Linked DNA regions of Columba livia: region 2 is linked to region 1. The links are chromatin contacts, called in public Hi-C maps. All regions are on one chromosome and are shown on one strand. Each heading gives the region's core, a stretch centred on a gene start, on an enhancer-like site or on the middle of the called end of the contact. The rest is flanking DNA. Distances are from core to core; before and after follow the strand shown.

Region 1 (7,115 bases), core at 3,655-6,154:
AACCTGAGTATGATAGCCAAGATTAGTTTGTGTTGGTATACTGTTGACAGTTCAGAAGTAAACTGCAAGGACTCCAGAAGGGTTCTGTTGATGTCTTCTTTTGACAAAAGGATGGTGTTGAGTTTGAACCAGAACTGTACAGAAGTCCTCATGCTAGATTCTGTGGGAGAAGAGGACTAAGGCAATTGTGCCTCTTATTTGTCTGGGCCCTGTACCATCTATTTGTATACACTTGTAAGCACTGCTCACTTCACTTCATGTTTAGTCATTTGGCACCTTGACAGACATCTTCCCTAGTTATATTTGGCTCTTTGCAAAGTCTGTCCTGTGCTTGTCCAGGTTGGAAGAACTTAAGCAACTGATTTAAAGAGGTTGATGACACAAAGCTAACTTTCCTTTTACTTTTTCTATAACTAATATTTTGCTTTTATTGCACCTGACAGAAAATTGGTTGTAAAAATGGTGGTGAAACGAGTGGGCGATACCCTTCTGTGATTGAGTTCGGAAAATACGAGATACAGACCTGGTACTCTTCACCTTACCCACAGGAATATGCAAGGTAGCGAGTTGTCAGGATGGTTGGAATTTTTACTAATGTTATAATTGCAGTTTACTTTCTTGTTCTTTTGTAATTGTTCATAATTTACAACTTTTATAAGTAAATATGATTTTGTAATTTTAAGTGAGAACAAGGGTTGATCTCCTTTTTTTTTTTTTTTTCTTAACTAGTTCTAATCAAAGATGCATTAATAAGACTGATTTTTTTCCTAGTCCTGTGTGAACATAATCTTGCAGCATGTATTGGTGTGGTTTTGTTGTTCTTGTGTGTTGGTGTGGGGTGGTGGGTTTTTTGTTTTTGCTTTTCTCTCCAAACCATTGCAAACACGTAAGTCCAACTTCTCGCCACTTGGAGCAATTAACCTTGTTTATCATCCAGAATTTCTTAACATCCTTTTTCTAGGAACCAGGGAGGGGTCTGAACATGCTAGATAAGTCCAAGTGAGGAATTATGGCAACAGCGTCTTATTTGTGGCCGCCTGTGCCAGGGCACGCCTTGGAGTCAGGCAGAGAGCATGAACTAGTATGTGTGCTCAGCACATCTCCTGATTTTTGCATGTGCTGAAAAGAAATTTTTTGATGAATCCATGGGATCAGTGGCACACATGGAGATTTTTAGAACTATATGTTTATCAAGCTCTGCCTCTATATAAAGCACTCAAGTTATGTGGTCTATTCCAAAATACCTTTGCATAGCATTATTTTAAGCTGCCTTTTCTGTCAGTCCCTCTTGTTCCTAGATATGGTCATCTTTGTGTGGTAGGAATGAGTTATGTGTCATCCACTGGTAATATAAAATTCAAGGGTTTAGACAAGTGTAGAAAGCATTTGTATTTCCTGCTTTTATAGTGTTAATATTTATTTGAGTTACTTTTTTATTCCCTCAATTTATGTGATAAGAGAGAGTTACTTGTTTCATCAGTTAAATTAATCCCAGATAGAGACATAATGGTGGATAATTATTAGAATGAGGCACTAGTGGGATGGCACCTGTGGGAGGCAGTGTGGTATTTGTCTCAGTGCAGTGGGATTAGATCATGGAACAAACAGTTCAAATACGTTTATGCTGTTGATAAACTTTCTTGGAATACTGGAGTGGTGTAAACTATGGCTGTGATCCCAATGTGATCCCAGGATCATACTGTTAGTAGCTTAAGAACACATAAAGATTGCCCTGTGCTCTAAAACTTTGTAGACTAGTTTCTGCATCAGTCTTCCCCTGCTTCAGTAATTTAAAAATGAAGGTAAGTAGCCATAAAATTTCTGAAAAGAGCAGTCCATCTCTATTGAATTAGGTTCATTGTGATTGATTGAATCTTTTCTAATGGCTGATGTGTATGTTTAATCATTCACTCTAATGTGATTGTTTTTTTATTTATTTTTTTAAACTTAAGCAGTGTTTACTCATGGTACCTTCTATACAAATGGGAAGGGCTTTTAACTTTATGGTAACTTTTCTGTTTATAGAATTTAATGAATTTTCTGTGTAAATATCTTTCTAATTTTCATACAGATTACCAAAGCTTTACCTGTGTGAATTCTGTCTTAAATACATGAAAAGTAAAAACATTTTGTTGAGGCACTCAAAGAAATGTGGCTGGTTTCATCCTCCAGCCAATGAAATCTACAGAAGAAATGACCTTTCTGTATTTGAGGTAGGTATATAAAAATCTTACCTTCTGAGAGTTTGTAGATGTTGCAGGCCAGTTATAAAGCTAGTGAAAACTTACTTAAATACTTTCTTGGAGACCCTTATACTGCAAAACCAAGCCAGTCTTCCCCCTGTTCCGCCCCACCATATTCTGTCACAATTCTTATTTTCTTTATGCACCACCCAACCTCTTAAGATACTGTATAGTACGTGTCTTTGGGGACTGCAACGGAAGCTCTTTTACTGGATTGCCTTTGCCTTCTCAGCAAACGTACCTCTTGCACCCATTCATTTCTGGCTATTTGAGTATCTTGGGTGTAGGGAGAATACTAATAATGTAGATGCTTCCAATGTATAAAAGCAAGCAAAGCAGTTTCTTGGTTATTGTTATAAAAACAAAAACTTATCTATTAATTGCTTTTGCCTTCATTTTGGATGTTTGAGAAACTTGCCCTGGAACAGCTTGGTTGGATGACAGAGATTCAGTCCAACTTTGGCCAGAACACACTGCCATTAATTTAGAAAGTCAGAGTTGAACTTTGTGGATGTGTATTATTTTTATAGTCTGAATTATTCTCTTGAGACACATCTTCCATTTAAGTTTAGTGTCTTAAGGATATCCTGGACAATAGAATTTTGTGTTTCAGACAGCATGCCTGCAGTAACTACAGCTGTGCATTAACCTCCACATTCCTGTGTCTCGAGAGTTGTTACCCGTTGCATGAGCAGAAAAGACTGCTGGGATTACTAGGATGTGTTTAGATGTGTATATTGATAACTTCTTTTTACCTGCAGGTATCATAGGTTCTTCTCGAAACTTATACTATGTAAATGTCAGTTGTGCTTGGTTATTGCCATTGTCTATTCAAACAGTGGTCGATGGAGTCTTAAAGTCCTTACTTAAATTGGAACAATATCCTAATATTTAGTTCGCTCTTTTGGATTTGTGCTATTAAAAAATAGCTATTAGCATCAAGATTGTAACCTTCCTGACTTGGGCAATGTTTACGAAGACTGTAGATCTCCCAGCAAAAGACTTCAGTTATAATATATATCTATTTCCTGTCAAGAAGCAAAATTGTCCTAGTAAATCCAAAATAACTTAAATTTCTCTGTTAGCAGGTGTTAAGAGCTGTGCAGCATACAATAGGCAAATCCTGCTTTCCAGTTTAATTTCATTAGCTACTACCAATATGTGAATAAAAACTTCTTAAATTAAAATATAGCTCAAAGAAAGGGGTTGGGTATGGGCGGGGGATTGACACAAAAACACATGGCAAACAAAGTGAATGTGAAGCAATGTTCCGACTCTTTCTCCACTGCATTTATTGCCTTTATTTACTTTAGGTGCTTTAATAAGCGCTTATGTTATGATTTCTGAAATAAAGTAGGGTGTTTGTATTTTTAATTCAAAGGCTATTGTCAGTTTTTACTCTGCTGATTGTGGAACCTTACTCATCAGTTGATGTCCTTCCTCACAGATGCTTTCAGGAACTCTGTACACCTGTTTTCTGTTTGACAGAATGAAGGGTTTGTGGTTTCCTTTGTGCTTTCTGCTTTTGAGATGAGTTTGACATTTGAGATTTATGTACCTCTGCCTAGAGCATGACTTTGACAGATTTGAGAGAAGACTTTGACATAGTTTACTACCATGCTGTATGCAAGAAACTTTTGATAGATGCTTGCTATTGAAGTTGCAGTCCCTCTTCCTTCCTCCCCCCTGCATTTAAAACTGATGAACAAGCTGAGTTTGTCTGGAATTTAAGGAGTTTTTTACATTTCTGTACAAATATTCTTGCTGAAAAATATATCTTACATAATTTGGGTTTTCAGGCTTGTGGCTTACCTGATGATGATTTCTACTTGGGTAATGCTTGCATTTAATTTGCACACTTGCTAATAAGTGTGAGAAGCAATAAAGCAAGCATCTAGAGAGTTGGAGTGAGTTGTATGAGAGTTTAATGTGTTTGATAGGTTCTTGAGTACTGCACGTAAGTTTATTCTGATGCCTTCAGGAGCAGTAGCTGTCCATTAAATGTTTTTTCTTTAATCCAGATACTGCAAGTATACTACTAAAGCCACCTTGAAATCCCTAGATATATCCTAAAGTTTGGGGGTTACTTAGATTTTTAACTAGGATTTTTACTAGAAACAAATTAGCATAGAAAATTGATTCTTTTATGAGACAATGTGTGTACCATTTGGCTGTCTCTGCAAATGAAATATGGGTAGTGACTTTACCAAAGAATATTAGTACAAGCAAACTTTTCCATTAAGATTATTTCTAAAATGCTGTTGCCTTTGACTGAGCCTTCCCTTCCAGGGAGTAACTAATTGATTTAGGAAATCTGTGTCTGGCTCTTCTGTAGCTGTCTGAGTCACAGCTTGACTCCTTACACTCGTAACATACCTAGACTAATTGTAGTACTTAGCCTGAAAATTTAATTCTCTTGCTCAATAGTGTTTTAGTCTAGTATAGAAGTTTTGTCTAGTTTATCTAAAACATTGCTGTGATTGATATGTAGTTGCGAACTCATTCATTTGCCTTCCATTTCAAGGATTCAACACAATACACTTCACTGTTTTTGTTTTGTTTGACTGTTGTACACCACTGCCTTTTAGCAAACCACAGTTTAATATCATTTTAACTAGAAACTAGAACATTTTGTTGTCTGCCAGTCACTCATTTTCATTTCAGGACTGAACTGGGAGAGGTAAGTCTCACTTGAACAATGAAAAGGTGAACCTACTTTGTTTAATAAATCCAGATCCTTGGAGAATACTTGCAAAGTAATTAGTACTAACTGGAGAATTCTTATTTAACAAAAAGCTGGGGCTTTTATCTTCTGAAACTTAATGTGTGTTTCTTCTGTACTTCCACCTTGTTCGTGTTTCTTTCTAGGATATGATTGATGCAAGAAGTTGTTTTGTCCTAACATGTTGATGGCATTGAAAATAACTGCATCTGTCTTGCTTTCTAGGTTGATGGAAATGTGAGCAAAATTTATTGTCAGAATCTTTGTTTGTTAGCTAAGCTCTTTCTGGACCACAAAACCTTGTATTATGATGTTGAACCATTCCTCTTCTATGTCCTTACAAAAAATGATGAGAAAGGCTGCCATTTAGTTGGATATTTCTCTAAGGTAAAAAATAAGTGGTTGTTTTAAAAAATACTAATTTTCACCTTTTATTAATATTTGTGCCAACAGCAAAGAAGAAACAATTCAGTAGATTGAATCTTCTCTATAAATTTCCAATATAATGTGCCTTGTCTTAAATACACTTGTACTTTCTTGTCTAAGACACTGATACAAATTGAGCAATTGTATGTGCATTCAGCCACATGTGGTGGTGGGTTTTTTGTTATTGGTTTGGTTGTGTGGTGGTGTATTTTTTGTTTTTGTTGTTTTTGTTTTGTTTTCCTTCCCCTAGAATGTGTTTTGTTTGCAGTAGAAAATCAAATGTTTTTCCTCCCTCTACCATTTTTGCAATAGTATACCAAGTCTAGCTTCTAAAAGTGCTCGGTATGTGAAATGTTGGTGTGTTTTCATGGTTTTACTGCTAGCAGTTCAAGCTGGCTGTTCAGACATAACTGGCCAGCTGCATTCACCTCCTGTGTGCACTCTGATCTAATGCAGATACTCATTGCACTGAGTGGAAGAATGCAGTGCCTACCTAACTTTATGGCAGATGCTTACTTTAGAGTGGATGTCTTTTGGTTGGGGTTTTGCTTTGGATTTTAAAGTAACAGGTGACCGCTACAGACAAAAGTTATACTTCTGTAGACTGTCTTGACAAAGATGACAAAAATAATGGCGAAATATTACTAGATGTGTCTGCAACAGAAGTTTCCATTAGTTTGTTCATAAGATATGTGATGAATTGGTAGTTACTCAGACATTCAGTACTTCTTGCTCCTAGTATCACCACCTCCCTCAGTATATAGTTTTCTTTGTTTATGAAGTGATTTGTATGAAGATGTTGCTTTTAGGAGGTTTAAAAATCATGTCAGAGTACCTCCATATTATAGTGGTATCTTGGGGGTCGCCAGTTCCTTCCAAGATGGGGGGCCTTCCTGGGATTAAAGTAACAGTGAGATGTGTAGACACAATTTGCACTCTTATGTCAGTCGGAAGTTCTTGTGGCATACAAACATGTCAACTCCGATACAGGCAAATATTTCCTACTAGATTTATTTAAGGTACTGGAGGTGTTGAATCTCTCTTGTTGTTTGTTCCTTCCTTCAGCAAGAATGCATTTCTTCCTCCACTTCACCCTTGTTGCTTTTGGCCAGTCTGTTTGTTACATCTGATGATCATGCATGTTTTAACTACCAAAACATAAGAAAAAGAAAACCTCTCTCTCAGATTCCACTGAAGTTATTTACTGAACTGCATGTGTTGTCCTGTGTTTCACCCCTCCCCACCACCTTTTTTTTAAAAAAATGTGTGTTCTTGCTGGCAAAAGTACTCTGGCTTTTCTTCCCTAATGGCAAATAATGTTGGCAGGATGTGAACTCTATGCTAGCAGCAGTCTTGTGAGTTTGAGAAGCCTTCACAGAGAAAATACTTCACCATACCATAGAAACTAAGACACCTGGTAAAATACAGCATGAGTATCTGCTCTCACAGCTGAAGAAATCTTTAGAAACCAATGTTCTGGCATGTGATCCTGACAGTGTCATCACTGGCCTGGTGTCATCTGATGTGTGGAAGCTGAAGTGATAGCTGGTGTCTTAAACTGTCCCTGTGCCTGCCACAACTTCTTGTCGGTTATGCTGACCTGGATATTTTTGGTTGATTTATTGGTCTCCCTCAAAACTACCTAGTGCTGATGTTGAGAGATTTTTGTGTGTATGTGTAATCTTTTAAAGGTAACAAGGCTTCAAGGCTCTTCCTTTTTATCA
Region 2 (6,988 bases), core at 1,304-3,803, 110 kb after region 1:
ATTATTTTAGGAACACCACACGACTGGCTTTAGAGAAAAGACAAGGCAGGAGCTCAGAGTGCTGTAAATCTATCTGAGAACAGCATGTTTTCCACCTGTTGAGGCAGCAACCACAAGAAAAGATGCACATAATAATTATCTGTACCTCAAACGCAGCACCAAGTCCTGCACCTCTGCTCCCCACCTAGCAGACAGCTTGATAACAGAATTACAGAAGAGGAGCACCGAGAGTGTAGAGTAGGTAGTGCTTTGTGAAGAATGAAAGAGCAGCTCTTATTAAAGAGAAACTGGAAGGTGGAAGATGAGAAGGAAAGATCTGAGGCGCTGTGATGCTAAAAGAAGAGTGGACCTAAGGAACTCCAGGAGCCTGCCTTATTCTTGGAGTGGTGGTCAGGTTTTTGCCAATAGCTTTTCCAAGGCTGCTTCCATTTGTACTCTTAACATCAGAAATCATTTCCACTGACAAATAGGTGCCCTATACAACTGCTGGAGCCCGTTCCTTGTCAGAGATGGATGCCCTGTGCGGTACAGGCCTGATCTCAGTGACACCATGAGTGACAATGATTGTGTGCCAGGACCCTGATCTTCCCCTCCCTGCCTCCTGACACTGGGAGCACGCTGGCGCTATGCTACCATGTTTTTTGCAAGTGCCCCAGAGCATCTGGTGTAGGAGAAGGGCTGGGGACAGCATGGAGAACAGGGATGCAGAGCAGGTGAAACACCTTTGTTTTTTCCTGCTGAAGTGCTGAGGCTTGTAAAGATCTTTTTATCCCCTTCCTCTGACTACCAAGAGGAAAGAGGTGGCATTTGGCTGGGTGAAGACTCCCAGAGCCCAGATCCTATGAGCTCGGGAGTGGTTTGTACCATGGTAGTCCCTCACTTGCAGAAAGGAACAGATCCTTCCTAGCAGGGATTTGCAGGGGAACGGAATCATCCCAGCCCTGATTTAATCTTGACAGAAGCAGATGATGAGAAGACTGTGTGCTGAGTTGGAGTTTTCCTTTGAATTCCTGCGGTGTTGAAGGCAGTGCTATAAATAGACACAGTATCCTTTTTACCCTGGTACAATTCTGCCTCCAGCTCCTCATATAGACAGTAAGTCTGCTGGTAGGTATTTAGCAGGAATTAATTTAACCCAGTCTTCTCCTCCTGCACTCCTTTACTCCAAGCATCCCAATGTCTTCTACAGACACACAAACATGTTTCCTCAATAAAAATGTTCTGAGGAAGGCTGTTGATTTTAAAAATCCTGTTTCTTTCTGAAAATTCTATCCTAGTTATAAATAATTCATAGAAGTCCCAAACTATGGAGGGTTAGTATTAAAAAATAAAGGCAAAAAAAAGGCAAAAAATTATCCCCACCCCCATCTCTTGAACTTCTTTATATAGATATTTTTTTCCACACCCAGGTTTTGGTTTTGAACTGCACAGCATTTCATTCATAGTCTGTTTCCCATTTTCTCCAGTGTAACTGGCTGCCCAGTTTCTCCCTTCCCAAGAAAGACTCTAGTGAATATTAGCTGAGAGGGAAACCCAGATACAGTGTTTCACGGCTATTATCTTAAAGGCAGATCTGTAATAAATTTAAATACAAGACAGATTGGTATTTAAAAAAACAAAACCCTTGAATTTAAGCATCTTTTTCAGTGAGAGATCCTCAGCCTGAGAATCCAGCTGGAAAGCAAACTAAAATTTCACAAATAGTAGAGCTTCTGAGTACAGCAGCATAGATTATAATCTGGCCTAGCCCTGCAGTTGTGTTGTTGCTTGCGGAGCTGGCTGTGGTTAAATTCATGCTTCTCAGTGCATGTATTAAGTTCACTGGGGGTTGGTTTGTAAACAAGCTTAAAAGTACTTGCCTGGTAGTAGAAGGTCCTGTGCTGCGGTGTCTTGGATTACCTTTGAATAATACCAGTTCCTTTCCTCCTAAAGTGCCAGTTGCACAACAGATTTCTATCCTCTCAGTGTTCAGTTTATTCAAAATCTATTTTTAATTGTGTTAATTATAAACCATAATCCCCTACCCTCTTTGGACCTGCAGGAGCCCGGGCGGGCAGCCGCGGCGGGAGCTGCGCTGTGGAGGGGCTGATCATCATCAGGTGGTGCGCTGGTTCACCCCGGCCGGGCCGGTGCTGGCGGCGACACTGGGGTTTGCAGAGGGAACGGGAATGTCGCGGGGTGGTTGGGGTGTACCCCAGATACCTGGGCTTTTGCCGTGTGTGCTTGTTGGCGGGGCAGTTGCGGCTTACGTCGGAGAAGAGCAGTCGGGGGGTGGCTGGGCTTGCCCCGGCACACCCGCATTGGTGGGCAGCTGGGGTTCAACCTTGTAGCGGGTGTCGGGGTGGCTGGTGCGTCCTTGTGGGGTTGGGGTTACCCCTGGCACGCAAGTGGGGGGTGTGGAGTTTTACTCTGCCTGTGTGCGTGGCTGGGGCTGCGGCATTCACGCCGGTCACGCGTGCCCGTGGGGCCGCCGGGGTCTGTCTCGGCGGGGCGGGTGTGAGTGTGCTGTGCCCGAGCCCCCCGGCGGCACACGGCGTGCCAGGGCGGGGGCGCTCCCAAGCACGGCCCCCGCACCGGCTGCTGCTTTTCCTTCGGGGTTTGACCCCAACTCGGAACAAAAGGGCCAACCCGGGGGTCGCCGGGCCCCCCCGCGCCGCCGCTCGTGCTGCCGGCCGGGCCGACGGCGCCACCTGGCGGCGCCACCCGGTGCCGCGGCTGGTGCGGGGGCAGCGCCCGGGCTGGGGCGAGGGGGTGCGCCGGGTGTTTTGCGGGGAAAACCGAGTGCGTTGCCTCGCAGGGTGAGAAAGTGCGTTCTGTGTGCTGTTCTGCAGTGTTTACAGTAATGTGCCATCAGAGTAAGACACACGTTTTCCAGTCGCACCAGAAACACAGTAAGATTTTATCACATGAAATGCACATAATTTACAGGTATCTTGTACCTCTAGTGAGAACATCTTCAGCTGTGCCCTTTGCTTTGCAGATGGAAGTGGCTGACTGGCCTCAGTCCCACTGCTGCCAAGGGCCAGGAGAGTTTTCCTGTAGGTGGGAAATACAGGGGAATGTGGATTTTTGCTTGGGGCTGGGGGAATCTCTGTAGCCAGATCCACTGTTGTTGGTTTCCCACTCGTTCTGTAAGTTGAAATCAATTTATTTGAGTTAATTGGTAACTGAGACATGCATATTAAATTTTTATTTGGGTCTGAAGCATACATTTACACTGACCGTTGCTACTTGCTCTGTTTTTGTTGACGTTGCAGAGCAGCCCTGGTGCTTGTCAGCAGGTTTCCTTAGACAGGGAACTAAAGCAAAGAAACACTCCAGCACTGCTCGCCTGCTGCTTGGGGATGTCCAGTCCACAGGGTTAGTCCAAATCAAAACCCCCTGAGATGCCCTGCTGTGAGGGTCCAGTCCTCAGTGCCAAATGCTCTGCTTTGTGTTCTTGCTTCTGTAGCCTGGTCCACATAGAAGATGTAGATATTGCCAAAGAGTATTATAAAAGGTGCTGAGTTGTCTGTCCTGAAGGCAAAAATCTGCCTTGTAGACAGCAGTGGGAATGGCAAGGAATGTTTTCCCTTGTTGCTGTGGTGTTCTTGAGCAGCCAGCTCACATGGTGGGGAGTATTCATGCTTCTGCATTCCTGAGTTTGGTACTAGGAATGCAAACAACTGCCATCCCCAAGCTGGCTTTGTGCTGTGAATGTTTGTCCGCTGGGAACTGAGAGCCAGATGTGCTTCACAAAGTTTCCAGGCAGCACTGATCCATCAGATGACAGTAGCTATTGAATGCTCTTATGGTGGCCCAGGGACACAAAGATGAAAGCCTGATGCCTGTCAGCACCTCTCTTGCCATTCCTGTGTCCCTTCAGTTTTCACTTGAGTCCCCTCACAAAAGCAAATGCCACAGAACATGATGTTGCAATGTTAATGACCTTTATTTTTGAGAAAGAAAATCCCAAGTTTTATAATGTTGGACTGTCAGGCAAATTTGGGACCCCTTTAACTTTGTCATCAAATGCTTTCCTGCACCCGCTCCCACTGCCCATACAGATGTTTGGAGCCTCAACTGGGAGCCCACCTTCCTCTTCAGAAGCATTTTCCACAGCATGTCCTCGGTGGATTTTACCAGGGAAGATGAACATTATTTGAATACCTTCTCAAACAGAGGTACTTTTTATGGACTAAAGAAGAATATATCTAATGAATAGTTAAAGAGAAAATACTATAAGCAGACCTGGAATAATTTCTTAAAGAGTGGCTTGTGTTGTTTCCCAGCTGCTCTGTGTTTAAATGGCCTCTTACCCCCAACTCAGCAGCTCCACCAATTGTAAAAGCAAGAACTAACCAGTGCCAGATTCAAGTCTCAAAATACAAACCATTTCAGATGCAGGGAGCAAAGGGGTGTGGGGCTGATTCATAAGAAAACTTCTAAGCATTATTGTAGCAGAAATAATATGGCATCTTTCACCTCAAATAGCCTAACACTTCATAAAGTGATATGGGCTTCACTAGTTGCTGAAACACAGCTATTTCTGAAGTGGAACCTGATATCTTTTTTTTTTTTTAAACCAGCAGAGAGCAATGTTTTAAGGTGGAGAGTGAGAGATACAATATACAACCAATTGTAAATATAATCTGGGAGGATTTTGCAAAATGGAAAGATCAAGTAAAATCTCCTTTTAGTCGTAACATGGATTCTGGCGTATCATAAACTTGTGTCTTTAGTTTACAACTGCAATTCATTTAAAAGAGATACAGGAAACTCAAATAACGTTTTGTTCTCTTTCTTTCAGCAATATTTTCTTACAGCTCTTTAGTAGCAGATTCTCTGGTTCCTTTCCTCTCTTCATTTAATTTAATGTCCAAGTCCCGGAGCTGGCTGAGGAACCCTGAATTTGGGCAGATGTCTCTGTGAGCACTCACTGTTTTCAGAGCATCCACAAGCGTCATGTTTTCATGGATCATTAAAAAAGCGAGCACTAAAGATGCAGAGCGGCTTATCCCCATGGCACAATGAACAAACACCTTACCTGTAAAAGAAAAGGCACAGCAAGGTGGGTGGACTTTACCATTTCTAAAGCAAGAGGGACACAGAGAAGACAAAAACTACTAGAAATTAGTTGGGAAAACAATGGTGATGATTAGTGAATACTCATGTTTTGACAGCATAAGATCGTGCCATTCTTCTCCAGTAAGGTCATATTACATACTGACCACATGCATCTAACTTAGGCCTCAGATTAAAATCGTTGAAATTTCCTATGGAAGGAGAAGCTTGCTGTGTCTAAACTTGATAGTATAGTTTTCTGTGGAAAAAAAAATGTTTTGGCAGAAAATTTTGGCCCAGCCCTGACTGTGATCACTGACAAGTCCCATAAACTCTGTAGAAAGTCTGCCTGTAAAAGTGGACTCATAATTTACTGTATCTCAGCAGCCCAGTGTGAGCTTTAACTGGGGATTTAATAAAGCACTCCAGTGAAAGCAGCAGATCTCACAGCCAGTCAGAGTCGGAGCAAACTCTGCAACAAATGGAAATTATGATAACTAGGCCATAATCCAAAGTCTGCTGACAAAATTCAGCAGGCTGTGGGTCAGGCTTGTAGTTTTTGACTTAGTTCATTAACTTTTGCTGCTTCTCTAGCTTAATAGACAGTCTGAATAAAGCTCCAATTCTGTGAAGCACTTAAGCGTGTGAAGACTTTAAGCCTGCGCTGAAGCGCGGCTGCTCCCGGCTGGGCGCACCGGGAACGGGCAGCGGGCTCTGCGGCCCAGGGCAGGGTCGCGGGGCTGAGCCCGTGCCGGGGTGTGCGGTGCGTGTGGAGGCACACGGATCCTGCGGGTTCCCACAGGACAGACCCATGGGGCAGCCCCACAGTGCCATAACCTCTGCTTTCGCCTCTCCCTGCTCCTAGAGTGGGCCCTTTCCTCCAGCACACAGGGTTTGTGGCGACCAGCCCTCCCCAGCCCCTGGGCATCTGGCCATGGCCACCTTCCCTGCAGTGCATGGCATAGACACCCTCCTCCCATCCTCTGCATGGCAGTTCTGCATGTGCCTCCTTGAACCCTATGCTGAATCTGAGCCTTGCTGGCTGCCTGTTACTGCAAGGAGAAGCCATTTGGCTCATGTTGAAACTTCTTCCCAAATATTCTCTTTGCCTCCCCCTTACCTCCTGAAGTGTTTAAGCCTTTGCCTATGAAATTGGCAGCATCGTAGAAAAAGATACTTATATCAAAGGAAGGATCATCAAATGCTTCTACTCCGTAGTACTCTATTTGCAGATCTTTGTAATATTTGGCTCCTGTATTGATGCTATAAGGCCCATCTGCTGCATTAAGGATATGAGTAATGTTGAGGCTTTGAAGAGTAGTTTTGCTCCTAGCAGCCCACCTGTTGAAAGACATGAAGGGCTCATTGGCAACACTCCTAACATTCTCCTAAAATAGTATGGTTTAAAGTTAGTGCCTCCTCCCACTAGGGAAGGATGCAGGAACTGCAGCTTGCTTACAGAGTAGCAAATTTCAAGAAGCCCACATGAAAAATGTGATATGGTGTTGTGAAGAGCAGCAAGAGCACAGACTTGCCGGTGGGATACTCTTATTTAAGGAAATGCCTCTCAGCAGTTAATCCATGGGAACATGGCTTACCGTATAATATAGTCAAGATTTTCCTTTAAATAGTTGTTTATCAAGTTCTAGAGCTAATCTCTCATTCATAGTGTGCGTGGGTCACAAGGGCAAGAACCCACACAGATGCAGCAGCACCTCATCCCTAGTTTGGACTTGAAGTGGATGCATCATGCTCACCAGCCAGGTTCTACCCCCTCCCCACCCTAAACTGGGACTGAAGTTATTCCACAAAACTGTGATCCTTAACTGATGCATTCATGAGGAGAAACAGCTGGGAAAAGTGAGCTGATGATCTATGTAATCTGCAGTAATCCAAATACCAGAAAATGGCAATAAATAGAAGTTGTCACAAGAATAAGGTACTT

What was found. Hi-C and Micro-C count contacts between places; a contact is called where the count stands out from the background.
Region 2: a Hi-C map of crop shows a contact between it and region 1, with 2.6 times the contacts expected there. The contact joins the promoter of LOC102087681 here to the enhancer-like site in region 1. A contact is called at or near these places in 2 of 2 Hi-C or Micro-C datasets (crop and liver).

Annotation. Positions count from the first base shown.
Region 1 is chr6:23,529,412-23,536,526 of bColLiv1.pat.W.v2, forward strand. It overlaps KAT6B (lysine acetyltransferase 6B), which reads left to right. Exons shown (of 17, transcript XM_021284349.2): 9 at 444-559; 10 at 2,072-2,213; 11 at 5,191-5,352. Among named protein-coding and RNA genes, the nearest start is that of DUSP29, 67 kb to the right of the region's middle. Within about 2 kb of position 4,905, at least 1 of the 3 cell types and tissues checked has an H3K27ac peak away from gene starts, as active enhancers do.
Region 2 is chr6:23,639,608-23,646,595 of bColLiv1.pat.W.v2, forward strand. It overlaps LOC102087681 (dual specificity protein phosphatase 13B), which reads right to left and starts at 2,554. Exons shown (of 4, transcript XM_021284351.2): 1 at 2,025-2,554. LOC102088175 (dual specificity protein phosphatase 13B) reads right to left here. Exons shown (of 5, transcript XM_065068572.1): 4 at 6,164-6,384; 5 at 3,908-5,026. The coding sequence ends at 4,800.